2 separate regions of the Gossypium arboreum genome follow, and region 1 is linked to region 2. A link is a contact called in public Hi-C data. All regions are on one chromosome and are shown on one strand. Each heading gives the region's core, a stretch centred on a gene start, on an enhancer-like site or on the middle of the called end of the contact. The rest is flanking DNA. Distances are from core to core; before and after follow the strand shown.

Region 1 (6,308 bases), core at 1,505-4,004, 310 kb before region 2:
CCTTGAAAATGTCCTCTTTTCCCAGCAGCCCTTAAATCATTTACCAAGGAGACAAGGTCAGAAACTTCCTTCTCATCAAACAGTTTCTCATACAATTTTAGCCCATCCACCACATTGACCTTAAAATAAATTTCGCTCATAAGAAGTACAAAGAATAGGGAGGAAAGGAAGCAAGAATCTATCAGTTCATACAAAATTTCAAAATATCATCATAAAAGTTATACAGCATTACCATGTTTCCGTCAAACATCTCATTACCAACAAAAGTTTTTGGATACAATGCCAGAGTCTGGTTTTCATTCTGATTTTGTGCAGGATGTGAATCATGTTCTGAAAGATCATAAATATAAATACATATAAATATAAAAAAAAAGGAGAAATTAAATGTTAAAATCTAAAGAATTATTTGAAGAGATCGAACTGAGTTCAATATTTATAGCAAGATTTGAATCAAGGGGCAACCACTAAATACCCTACCCAATCTATTCCAGCTGTTCCTAGCTAAACAGGAAAGAGACGATATTTCTACAATACATAAGTAAACAATTTGGATAAGTTTCAAGTCTAAGAAAAATAAATCTAGGGAATATTAAATGCGTAGCTTCCACTTTCAGCACCTCCTAAGATGCTGAAAGCTCCGTTACATGCACTATGCATTGTAGAGCATAGAACAGACGCTAAAACGACAGATTCGGATGCAGAATATAGGTCTGACACAGCATTCGTAATTCAGACTGAGCAATGAAGAAAGCGAGTCAAATCAAATATCAACTAAAGAAAGTAAACAGCATAGACTGCAATCATAGATTGCTAGGTTATGTCAACGCCCAATAGACACAATTGAATGCATAAACAGACCCAAAAAACTTGTTATAAAAGGAATATAACTTCTTTAACTAGCTTTTCATTTGGTAAAAGAAAAAGATCCAATTACGTGTGTTAATATAAACCAATTCAATCATAAACCCAATTATAATATAAGCGTCGTTACCTTTTAGTGTGTAAAAGATTCAACTAGATTACAAGGAAAATTTAGTTTTATCAAATTACACAAGGCAATTCAACAAATAATCAACCATGAAAAGCTGCGAAAATATGGTATCATTCACTAACAAATTCAACATTCACAGCAATGCAAGTGAAAGTCACCAATGTCACCACCGAAAGGCCTTTAGATACAAATTTTAATCATCCCATCAGAAAAGATTACCAAACATAACAAACTGAAACAGAAGGTATTGTTCTTCACAAGAATGCAAGTAAAAGTCAACCGATATCAACACTTAAAATCCTTTAGGCAAACAAGCTTCAATCATCCCATCAGAACAAATAATCAAACATGGCAAGCTACATCATAGAATGTATTATTGACTATCCTAATTCAAATGTTCACCACAATGTAAATACAAGAAATGAAAGCAATAAACATGAAACACTATGTAACCATCTTACCCTCTGTGACAACTGAGCCTTTATCTTCCACCTTCCCTAACTCACCACCTAAGTTAAGTTCTTCATATTTCTCACTCCCTCTCTCATTTCTCTCTGAAACAGCGGTAATAGTAGAATTCCCATTAGTATCCACCACAGAATTCTGTATTTCTTTGGCGACCTCTACCCTATGCCCCTTAAAGCCAAAGCCAAACCTTTTAAAATCCTTTCCCCCAACTTTCCCATGATCACAATGCCTTTGCCTCCATCTCCAGGCCACCTGTTGAAGAGCATAGGAAACCTCAGCAATCGAAAAGTACTGCTGCATATGAAGCACGGGGTTCCAGTGACATCTCCTTTGCTGAATGCAAGCTATGACGGCTTCATATTCCCCAACTTCCCCGACCTCACGCAAATGATGACAAAGGGAGTCAATCATAGCATTGGCTGCTGCGAATTCACCCCGCAACCAATAGATAAAGCCATCACGCTCATCGGGAAACCAATTCCGATAATGGTGCTGGTTGAACTCTGCACCTCCTCCTCCTCCTCCTCCTGCTGCTGCTGCTGCACCGCCAACGGCTCCAGCATCACCACCTGCGCCGCCAGCTACTGCAGCTGAAGGAGCAGGAAACTGCTTTTTATCTGATAAAACTGCATTTCCCGATGGCACTGCCATTGAGGAAAAAGAAAAAACGCTCCCAAACCGATAAAAAAATTGAACTGCTAAAACAACATATATAAATTAAAAATACCCAAAAACAGATCTAATTAGCTTAAATCCCGCAGAATCCAACGTGATCACGTAAAATCACAAACAAAATTTTTTTAACTCAACTTAATCCAACTTCAAAATAGATATAAATAGTGAAAAAATATTAAAAACTGGGTCTTTATTTACTTTTTAAAGGTTTAAGCCGATCTAAAGGATTGGTTTAGTTTAGTCAGATCTGGAAAAATGGGAACTTTGCTTTGGTTGTGCGCAGATTGTGAAAACGCAAGCAATTTAGGGTTTGGGTATCTGGTTCTTGGAAAGAAAAACAAGAAGGGCCTTTGTCACAGTGAAAGAGATCACGGCTTGGCTTATCGATGACGCATAAAGATGCGTTTTAATAGTGGCTAAAATCCAACAAAACTTTCTTCCCTCACCAGGGATCGATTATCGTACCACATACGAATATTCTTCTTCAATTTCTAAGGTGAATTTTGGTGTTTTAATTCACGTCTGAGAAAAGTTCGAATGTCTTGGGTTGAGTTCTAACTTTGGCTTTTTGCGGAGGTTAACCTCTTAGCATTAAACCGCTTTTGGTTGGTCGAATTTTAAATTAATTTCGTAACTACATTATCTTTTATAATAAAATTATAAGAATATAATATTATAAGATAAAAGGTTATCTTGTTTAGTTCATTTGATTAGAATATAAAATAAGTGTTTGATTGACAAAATGTAAAATTATTTAAAAATAAATTTACTATATTATCATTATAAATTTTTGTTTTTGTAAGTTCACTACTTTCAACATTTTTAGTCTTAAGATAAACTTAATTATGAAATTTATTTATATAATTTGTCATTTAATTATTGTAGAGGAATTGGTTGCTTTTAATAAGAAAAGAGAAATAAAACTAAAAATTTTACCAAAGTAATTGTGATATATATTATATATTTTGATATCAGTATTAAAATTGCAATATCCTTTGATAAATACAAATATTTTTTGTTTCTTATTCGCAAGTTCAATCAATAAGCACTGATAATTTGGAAAGTGTTTATTTGCTTTTATATATATATATAGACTAAATCAATTTTTATTATTTTGAAAAATATAATATAATTTTATTTTATGTTATTTAAAAATTTTAAAATTATAAAAGTTAAAATTCAATTTTTCAGGCTCCTACCAACCCTAACTTTTTCACTATACATAGCTACACAATTTGTCAAATGGAATAAATTTATATTTTTCTCAAATTATAGATGGTTCATGTTGTAGGCCTTTTTTAATTAATAAGGTGTTAGGCCAATTTTAAAATTAATTAAAAAATAGGCCTATTTAAATGAAAAATGTGTTCAATTGGTCAAGCTTTTTGTACTGGTGTCAAGAAAATTCATCTAGCTGGACGCGCTTCTAGCAATGGCTTTTTGAATACTACTGCACTAATGGTAAAAATTATATACCAACGTTTAAATTTTTTTTACTCTATAAATACCCTCAAATTTCATTTTCTTTTTCATTCACATCCATCTCTCAATATTCTCAAACTCTCTTCGTTTTAAATTTTTCGATATTTTAATTTTAAAATATTATCTTTTTTAATTATCTCATTTTTATTCATTCAAATCGATTTCTCACGAATGATCACCTCTCTAATCCGCTTCGACGACAAGCGTATTTTCACCGCCCAATTAGCAATGGTAAGCCGAAAATTTAAATTTTATTAATTTCATTAATGTTAAATTTATTTTTTTAATTTGAAATTGTTTTATTGTGTAAATATGCGAATGATTATGTTCTGGAGGGCTTTACTCATAATATTGGAAAGTTTGCGATCCTTGAAATTCGTAGCCACTTGCAAGCGGCTGGATTCTTACATGCGTCTCGTATGTCCAAGGACTGCAATCTCAATTTGGCACTATCAACGCGTTGGTGGAAAGATGGAGGCCGAAAACAAACAATTTTCACCTTCCATGCGACTAGTATACAATCACACTCAAAGATGTAACGTTACAACTCGGTCTATCAATGGATGGGCCAGTTATCACGGAATCAACGACCGTTCTGAGCAAAGTGGGTTCCTACCAATCACTGTTGAGGAAGGTTTCAGACAAGTTCGAAGGTGGTCAAATATCAATAAATTAGTTGAAGAATAATTTCAACGAACTCCTTAAAGACCTTGAAGATTGAACGGAGGAGCTCATAGCACAATATGCCCGAGCATACATCATGAGGTTAATTGGGGGCATTTTAATGCTTAATAAATCTCGAAATTTGGTGCATATAAGGTGGCTACTACATCTAGTGGACTCTAATGAGTGCGGGAGACTAAGTTGGGGATCTGCAGTATTGTCTATGTTATACTGGGAGATGTGTCGGGCCACACTACCGAGTGGACATGATTAGTGGTTGTCTGCTCTTACTGTAGTCGTGGGCCTAGTGGCGACTATCATTTCTATGTCCTAAGGTGATCGACCCATATATGATTCCGTTGGTGATGGGGTAAACATCATTTATTAACAAATACGTAGTCTATATAGTAATTTTTTTATTATACGTTTCGACTAACATATCACTTTTATAGGTGGAACCAGAAACCGAGCTACGTGGGATTGCCCAAAGAGTTAGAAGATATTAGGCTATTGTTAGATCAACGCTCGAAAGTCGAGGTTAGTTACTTATTCTTTTGAACCTATTTGATTACGTAATGATTTATTAAAAAATTCATACATAATGATATATACAATTTTGCTTTTCTGTTTGAATAGATGTCGTAAGCTAACACCGATGTCATATCTTGCATTCCGCTAGAAGTGTTGGAAAATCAACAGATGTGAGACACCAATGTGTTGTTGGTAGTGTATACAACGGTGAAAATGCATTAATCGGACCAGGTGTTGCGATAAATCAAGTGGAGGCAACAAATTTTGTTGCCACCGTGAGATCTGAAAGAGTTTCACAAGTTGAACTTGCAGAGGAATGACAATAACGATTGGACGGTGCGGCATGGAGAGCATATCGAGGTGTGGGATCATAGGATGCAATCCTTACACATTTGCGAACCATTTTTCTTAATGGACATGATGGCAGCAGATGATTACTTAGCATGATTCAGAGTCGTTGGCAAGCCGTATCTATTAGCATCGGAGGCGAAGAGTCAGCAAATTCTAGTAAAGACGGAACATCAACCGCCACAGTAGCGTAGGAGGGGACACAATCGCATGACGAGTTCATCATCCGCTCTGACAGAAGATGCGTCGCTTGCGGCTACACAATATCCAAGTCAGTTCAATTAAGTTATTCCCTTTCATTTAACTAACCCTATATTTTTTTCACAAGCACCACCACACTACAGACAACCGCACGTGGCTAGTTCTTCTATTCCCGCATATACATATTTTGTGCCTGGAGATATGTCTTCATTTTTACCACCCAAATGTGATAGTTTTCTCTAGTGAACACTGGTAGTGGAGGTGGAGTAAAGCTCATTTTGCTGAAACAAACTCAACAACAATTTCTTTCTTCTCAAGCTTTTGTTTTCTCAAATAAAGCAACCAACAATAAAGGCCCTCAAAGATGGCAGGCTCTGATTACCATTTGTTGGAACATTAGCAACAAACAAAATAAAACAGAAAGCAAAAACAAAAAACTGAAGCAAAAACGAGTGAGAGTAGAGTTTGAGCAAGAAGATAACTTAAAAACTTACATAATTTCATTGATAATTTGAAAATATATGTAAGTTACATTACAATTGAATAGTTACCTAATGATGTAACTGCTTCCACTAATGCATAAGAAATACAATCTTTGAATTACATACAAAAGTAAACTGACATATCAGCCTTTACATCAAGTTCAAATCAAAACTAATCCTACCAACTTTGATAACAAATTACAAGTTACATGTCAACTTGAACTAACAAGTTACAATTGGACCAAAATAAACAACATAAATCAAACTAGTTGCTGCGCTCGATTCAGCTCCAATGTTAGTCTGCTTGGTGAGCTGCTGCTGGTCACATGTTGCATTGCAGGCCAATGCTCAACAAATTTACATCTGATTTTATAATTATAATTAAAACAAACTGAAGAACAGAGAAAGGACACAAAAGGGCCTACTCGAAGGTATTCTTCCACTTGCTGACTACGATACGCCCCATG
Region 2 (6,484 bases), core at 259-2,758:
AATAGTCACTAACGTTATCGAAAAGTTACAAATCAGTCACCCACTAAAGTTTTCGGTTATAGCCCTAATAAAACAGATGACGTGGCTAGTTAACTTGCCACGTTGGACATGAGGATCCGAAGGGTCATAATTTTTTTGGGGAGGGGGGAGATGAGCGGAAAAAAAGGAAGGTTGAAATTTGGGAAAAGGATTTTAGAAGAGTTTTTCAAGCTATTGAAAACATCACCTATGGCAGCAACAATCATTTTTCATCTTTTGCTTTTGTTTCCATTGAAACACCAAAGGATTGTCTCAAGTTCTTGGTCTCTCATTGTTCTTATTTTTCTTCCTCTACTACTATTGCCTATTGAAATTGAGATGAGGAAATGAAGGAGTTAACTCTTAGCAACAGTAGAAGAGGAGAAGGTGTCGTTTGAGGTGGTAGGCCGTTGTCGTTTTGAGAAGTGATATGGGTAAGTAAACGTAAAGGGTTGTTTCATTTGGAAAGAGGCGAAAACAAAAGAGAATTGAGAAGGGATCAGAAGGCGGGAAATGAAGAAGATGGTGGGAAGATGGACGGCGGGGAATATTTGGATATAGGTTTAGAGTGGAAATGGAGGGAAATGCTAGGATTAAATGAGAAAAGAGTAGTGGTGGCGGCGACGATGATAAAGGAGCAGTTGAGGGCTAAACTTTCTATTGTTTGGATGCCGAGAAAATTAATAGAGAAAATGAAAGAGAAAACCCAAATCAATAGTGGGTATCTCTATTTCTTCTCTTCTGCTTCTTCTTCTTCCAGTAACTAGGGTTCTTAAATTGGGTTTCCACTGTGGCTGGTTAATATCCAACATGGCTAGTTAATGTATCACATCAACGTCTCTGTTACGTCTGTAACAGAAAATAGTTATTGGGACTGGATTGTTATTTTTTTCTAAATTTTAGTGACTGAGTTGAAAGTTGAGTGATTATTTTGTTATTGAAACCAAAATTGAGTGACTATTAGTGTACTTTACCCTCCATTATATTTAATTGGTTTGGTTGGGCTAACAACCAAATAAATATTTGGTTAAACCTCCCAACCTTTAACTTGACTTCCATGGATGTTGAAAATACTCTGATAAAGTATTGCCTCTTAACATGCATGATATGAATTAGTGTAATGATTTGACATATACACCAAACTCGATGTACATAGGTGTCTAGATAACCTTCCCAAAAAAACTTATTTTAAAAAATAATTTTACCATAAATATATAACGAATAATAGGGTGAACTATATTAGTAATTACGAATTATTTTTTCTTTTTTAGTCTATTAACTATGAAATGTTGCAAAATAATTATTCAACTATTTAATTTTATCTTTTTTTGTAACTTTTATAATTGAATAGCCTAAAAATGAAGTTGAATGACTATCATTGCAATTTACCCTAAATAATATCAAATTATACAAAGTAATAATAATAATAATAATAATAATAAACACCCGTTACTTTTTTTTCTTCAATTATTAACTCTACTATTTATAAAAATTTAAGAAGTAAAAAAAAAAATGGATTGTCCAGGTTTTCTTATAGCTGGAAAAATAAAAGGCCAGACTCAACATGCTTCGAAGAAATCAGCCCGCGCATTTGACGCGGGGTAAAGACGCCATTGCCACCATTTAGACCCTTCTTCATCTTCCTATCAAATCCAATCAATCCAGTATTCTTGTAATCTTCGTATTGGGAATTCTTGGTACAATCTTCAAATGTCGGTGAGTTTATTTCTTTTTCCCATTTTTTTTTTTTGTTTGTGATGAATGGGACCCTTTGCTCGGTTAGATCCAAGATTCCTTTTTTCGGAAAAAAATAAAAATTCTAATGAAAGATAAATGTATGTATTGCTCCGTTTGGTTGCTGGAAAAATGTACGAGAAATGAGATCATAAAAGCTGGACTCTTGAGTTGATCTGTACTTGACCCAAATTTCTCTTTGGGTTTCTAGAGTTGACCTCATTGTAGTTCTTGGGTTCTGAAAGCAAGTTCAATGGTAAGATTCAGTTGGGATACTTTAATTAGCTTTCTTGGAAGTAAATATTGGAGTATAGGAACTGATAAATATTCAATGAAGACCTGTGAAAGCTCTAACTTTGATGTTTGCACCGAAATGATTGAAAAGTGCCCTTCAAGTTTTATGGTTTGATGGTCAAGTTATTATTATTTCTGGGTTTGCCTTATATTTCATGCTATTTCTAGTTTGGATAATTATTCTATACCTTGCGAGTGGAAAAAACTCCATAAGCGGGTTTGGGATGATGTTGTGTCCGTTTTTGTTATTCTTTTATTTTTATAATGACACATGGTAACATCCTAAATCCGCTTGTGGAGTTTTTTGTTCCACTAGCAGTGTATAGAATAACTATCCTTATAGTTTATGCATCTTGTTTTATGGTTCTTTTAATAGTCTTTGAATTAGTATTTATATAAGCTTTGGTGTTAATTGGTAGGCTCAGAATAAATTATTGGTGAGAGTGATATATGATCTTCAAAATAAGATGAAAAGGTCCAACTTTTGGAAGCATCAATTGTCCATAGAAAATTATGTGTATAGTTTCCCTTTCAAGGCTTAGGTATATGATTTGATTATAACTGATGTTATGATTCCAAGCATTTTAACATTTAAGCATATCACCTTCAATTTCATTATAGAAAAGGAAAAAATAACAGCATACTGCTGAAAAAGCAACTTTGTTTCTGTTGATGTATCAGTGAGCATCTTCTTTGGTAGAATGAAAGATTGAAATATTATCTGTTTTAGGCTTTTATTTTCTACTAATCCTGTGGTACCTGATAATGCGATCACATTATAAGGTCACAATTGAACAGATCACACAAGATCAAATTGATGTAACATAAAACCTATTAGTCCTAAAATATTATGAAGAACAACAAATGTCCACAGATCATCTAATTTACACCATCAAGTAAAACCTCCTCGTGCTTTAGACCCCATAGTAACAACAGTAAATTGGGGTTTTGGGTTTATTTTTGTTGCACTGTAGCCATGAATCCTGTCTTTATTTACATTCGTCTTGTTCATTTAGTATATCATTGTCCTTTATTCATCCAGTTGGGCCTACAATTGCGGTTGCTTTTCTTGCCGATTAGAGCTCCTCTGTTTTATTTTTTACACCTTGTTGATCATTGCATATGCAGATTCCACTGGACCAAACTAATCTTACTCTTGGAGCAGTAACGGAGACAAGTGCTACAGCAAATTGGACTATCAATGCGTCAAATGTGAGGAAAAAAATACTTATAGAATTAGTTTCAGTTGATACTGTTAACAATAAAATTCTGTTGGTTATCAGTTACTTTTGCATCTAGTTGATAAAGTATTACTGAAATAGCTGTGAAATAAGCTTTTGCATTTTTGCATCTCATATAAGATTTTGTGCTTGACAAGAGCAGAGCTAAAGAACCTTTTCTTAAGTCTCAAGTTTGACCGGAACTAATTGTTGTATCCGTTTACTTATTTTGTCTCCTTGGTCTCTATAGGTGTTTTTGCATAAAGTTGTTCCATGTTTCTGTATTTCACGGAATCGTATAATTGTTATCTTGAAATGTTTGCTGAGTATGATTATTATGATATCCATTGGCATTAGAATCTGAAGGTAGCATAAGTAGGTTTGTAATTTTGCTACATGTTCATTTAACTGAAAATAAGAAATCGAAATGTTGAATTTAATGTATGTGATTAGATGGACACTTGGCAAAGATAAAAGCCTGCTTGTGGAGTTTTTCGAACTCCACAAAAACATATATTTATGTTCTCATCTTTTGTGTACAGATAAGAACAGTTAAGGTCAGTAATATTTCTCTAGCTGCTTCTGAGAGGGATATCAAAGAATTCTTTTCTTTCTCTGGTGATATTCAATATGTTGAAATGCGAAGGTGGGTACTCTCTACTTATGTTGGTTCGTCTTTTCGATTTTCCTGAAGTATTTGGATATGATCTTCTACTAGCCCTTGAAATACATGGAAACCTTGATAATTTTAAACGTACCTGTGCCGGATAGATACCATGTTTGGCTCTCATACTCAGTCCTAGTAATATAGCTCTCTGCTTGAGTTCAATGGATTTGTTTTGAAAAGTCATCCTTGAGATTGTTGTAAATTTTGCAGGGAGACTGAAAATGCTCAAGTTGCTTATGTTACCTTCAAGGATACACAAGGAGCAGATACAGCAATACTATTGACTGTATGTTAGTGAGATTAAGTTATTTTTTATGCTTATATTTCCTTGGAAAAGAATTACATTTGTTGATAGTATCACTGGACAAAAATTGTTACCAAAGGCATCAAGGTACCCTAAGATATCAGCTTTATTGTCTCTTAATGCAAAACCGACAGGCAACTTGAACATTTAAATCTTCGGAACTAATTATGTTTTACATGTTATGCCTGTGTAAAGCTAGATGAAAACTTTCCAGGCCTGTCATCATTCATCTGCATTGCATTTGTATCATATCTTAAAGTTTATTGTGGCTGCTTTTGACTATCAAAGCCTAACAATAACATCTAATTATTGAGCTTCAGTTATGCTGGCTTACATGCTTTCTGGCAACTTATTTGATTCAAATACTCATTGTGAATGAAGTTTCGAACTTATTGCTTGATTCAGGGAGCCAAAATAGTTGATCTTTCTGTCAATATCACACCTGTTGAGGATTACCAACTACCCCCTGAAGCTCTCCTGTCAAACATGGTAAAAGTTCTCCTTTAAACCCTATCCTACAGCTTTTGTCATCATAAGGATGATCACTGTGATATAATATAGTGAAGTAATAATATCTATGTCGCTCTGACTCTTTCATTTTTGCTTGAAAGTACATGTGTGACATATATTTAGACATGGTTCTGGGGATATGACCATATAAGAACCCTCCAACTACATGGAAATACTCAGAAAATATTGAATATACCCTATTAGACAAATACTTTTATCATACATTTACGAGTCCAAGTAACAAAAAATGATACTTTCAGATTTAGTAGTATCTCTATGGCTTCTTGTCAGCTTATGTTTGTAGTTCTCTGATCATACTTTCAGCATTGGTAGGAAATGCCAGATTGGGTGTTTTGCATGCATATTGTAGCTTCATACTTGTATAATTATAGCAAATTCATGACTACTCAAGCTTTTATCATGATTGACCGTAATGTCCTTCAGATCCTTGAATGTGTCATTTGTGAAGACATTTGATGGAGGACAAGTAAATTGAAATGCTAGGATACTTTAGCTAACTTAGAACTCAGTCACATTTATTGCTGGTAGCCTGTTTTTAATCCATTATAAGAACATAGCAACTGAATTAGCACCAAGGCTCAACAGCTGGAGATCTTCTAATGTTTTGGGAGTCTTCTAGTGTGTGTATATAACTGTATATTATCTATTTGCCTTTTTCTCTTGGTCTGTAATAGGAAAAGGTATGTTTGTTCTCTATGTTACTTGGACTCAGGGTGAGTGCCAGATACAAGTGTATGCCCTAGACGAGTATGTTCAGTTTTTTTAAGGTTTTTCCATGGAGAGTCCTCAAAAGAGTTATATCTCCAAACCCATGTTCGGTTATGCACCTGACATGGGTGTTAGATACGAGAACTAGAAAAATGAAAAGTCGGAGCAGCATTGTTTGTTCATATGTTTCATAAGAATACAATGGAAAGAAGTGAATTATTACACATATGTCTTATGTTTTCATCATTGTTGTGCAATCTGCTATTTGAAGGAGAAAAAGCAGGTTGTTGCAGATTCTACTGTGCAAAAGGCTGAAGATATGGTGAGCACCATGCTTGCCAAGGGCTTCATATTGGGAAAGGATGCCATCAACAAGGCAAAAGCATTCGATGAACAGCATCACTTGACATCGAATGCCTCTGCTGCGGTAACTTCATTTGATCAGAAAATTGGTCTGAGCGAAAAGCTAAGCATTGGAACAGCCGTGGTTAACGAAAAGATGAGAGAGATGGACGACCGATTCCAAGTCTCTGAGAAAACAAAGTTTGCCTTATCTGTTGCCGAGCAGAAGGTAAGCATTGCGGGAACTGCTATCATGAGCAACAGCTACGTATCTACAGGAGCTTCATGGCTTTCAAACGCATTCACTGCAGTTGCGAGGGCAGCTGAGGACGTAGGTATGTTGACAAAGGAGAAAGTTGGAAAAGCAGAGGAAGAAAAAAAGGGTTCTGTCTACAAGGAGAGAGCAAGGATCATCGAAGACTTTGCAGAGCTCCATCTTGATGAATCTCCCAAGGCAGAACCTTCAGTAGGTCTAGTTGATTCAACAACTGATAAGCAAGCTTAGAATGATATGAAATGATTGCTTTTGAACTTTGATTTTCCTTCAATGCCTTGATTCTTTCATTGTTGTACAATACACTGTTACATGGGATTGTAATTCAAAGGAATTTCTGATATATATTATTATATGTTCTAAACATAGCACTATTTTTTTGCTTTTTATAT

The links. A called contact is a pair of places that touch in the nucleus more often than the background predicts.
Region 1: a contact with region 2 is called in a Hi-C map of leaf, with 2.8 times the contacts expected there. The contact joins the promoter of LOC108453297 here to the promoter of LOC108450261 in region 2. A contact is called at or near these places in 2 of 5 Hi-C or Micro-C datasets (both in leaf).

Annotation. Positions count from the first base shown.
Region 1 is chr5:44,127,647-44,133,954 of ASM2569848v2, reverse strand. It overlaps LOC108453297 (RNA demethylase ALKBH10B-like), which reads right to left and starts at 2,754. Exons shown (of 8, transcript XM_053028134.1): 1 at 2,333-2,754; 2 at 1,453-2,103; 3 at 233-330; 4 at 2-119. The coding sequence starts at 2,333.
Region 2 is chr5:43,820,688-43,827,171 of ASM2569848v2, reverse strand. LOC108450261 (binding partner of ACD11 1-like) reads left to right here and starts at 1,508. Exons shown (of 6, transcript XM_017747803.2): 1 at 1,508-1,734; 2 at 3,175-3,258; 3 at 3,809-3,912; 4 at 4,144-4,219; 5 at 4,643-4,726; 6 at 5,748-6,460. The coding sequence starts at 1,729. The coding sequence ends at 6,323.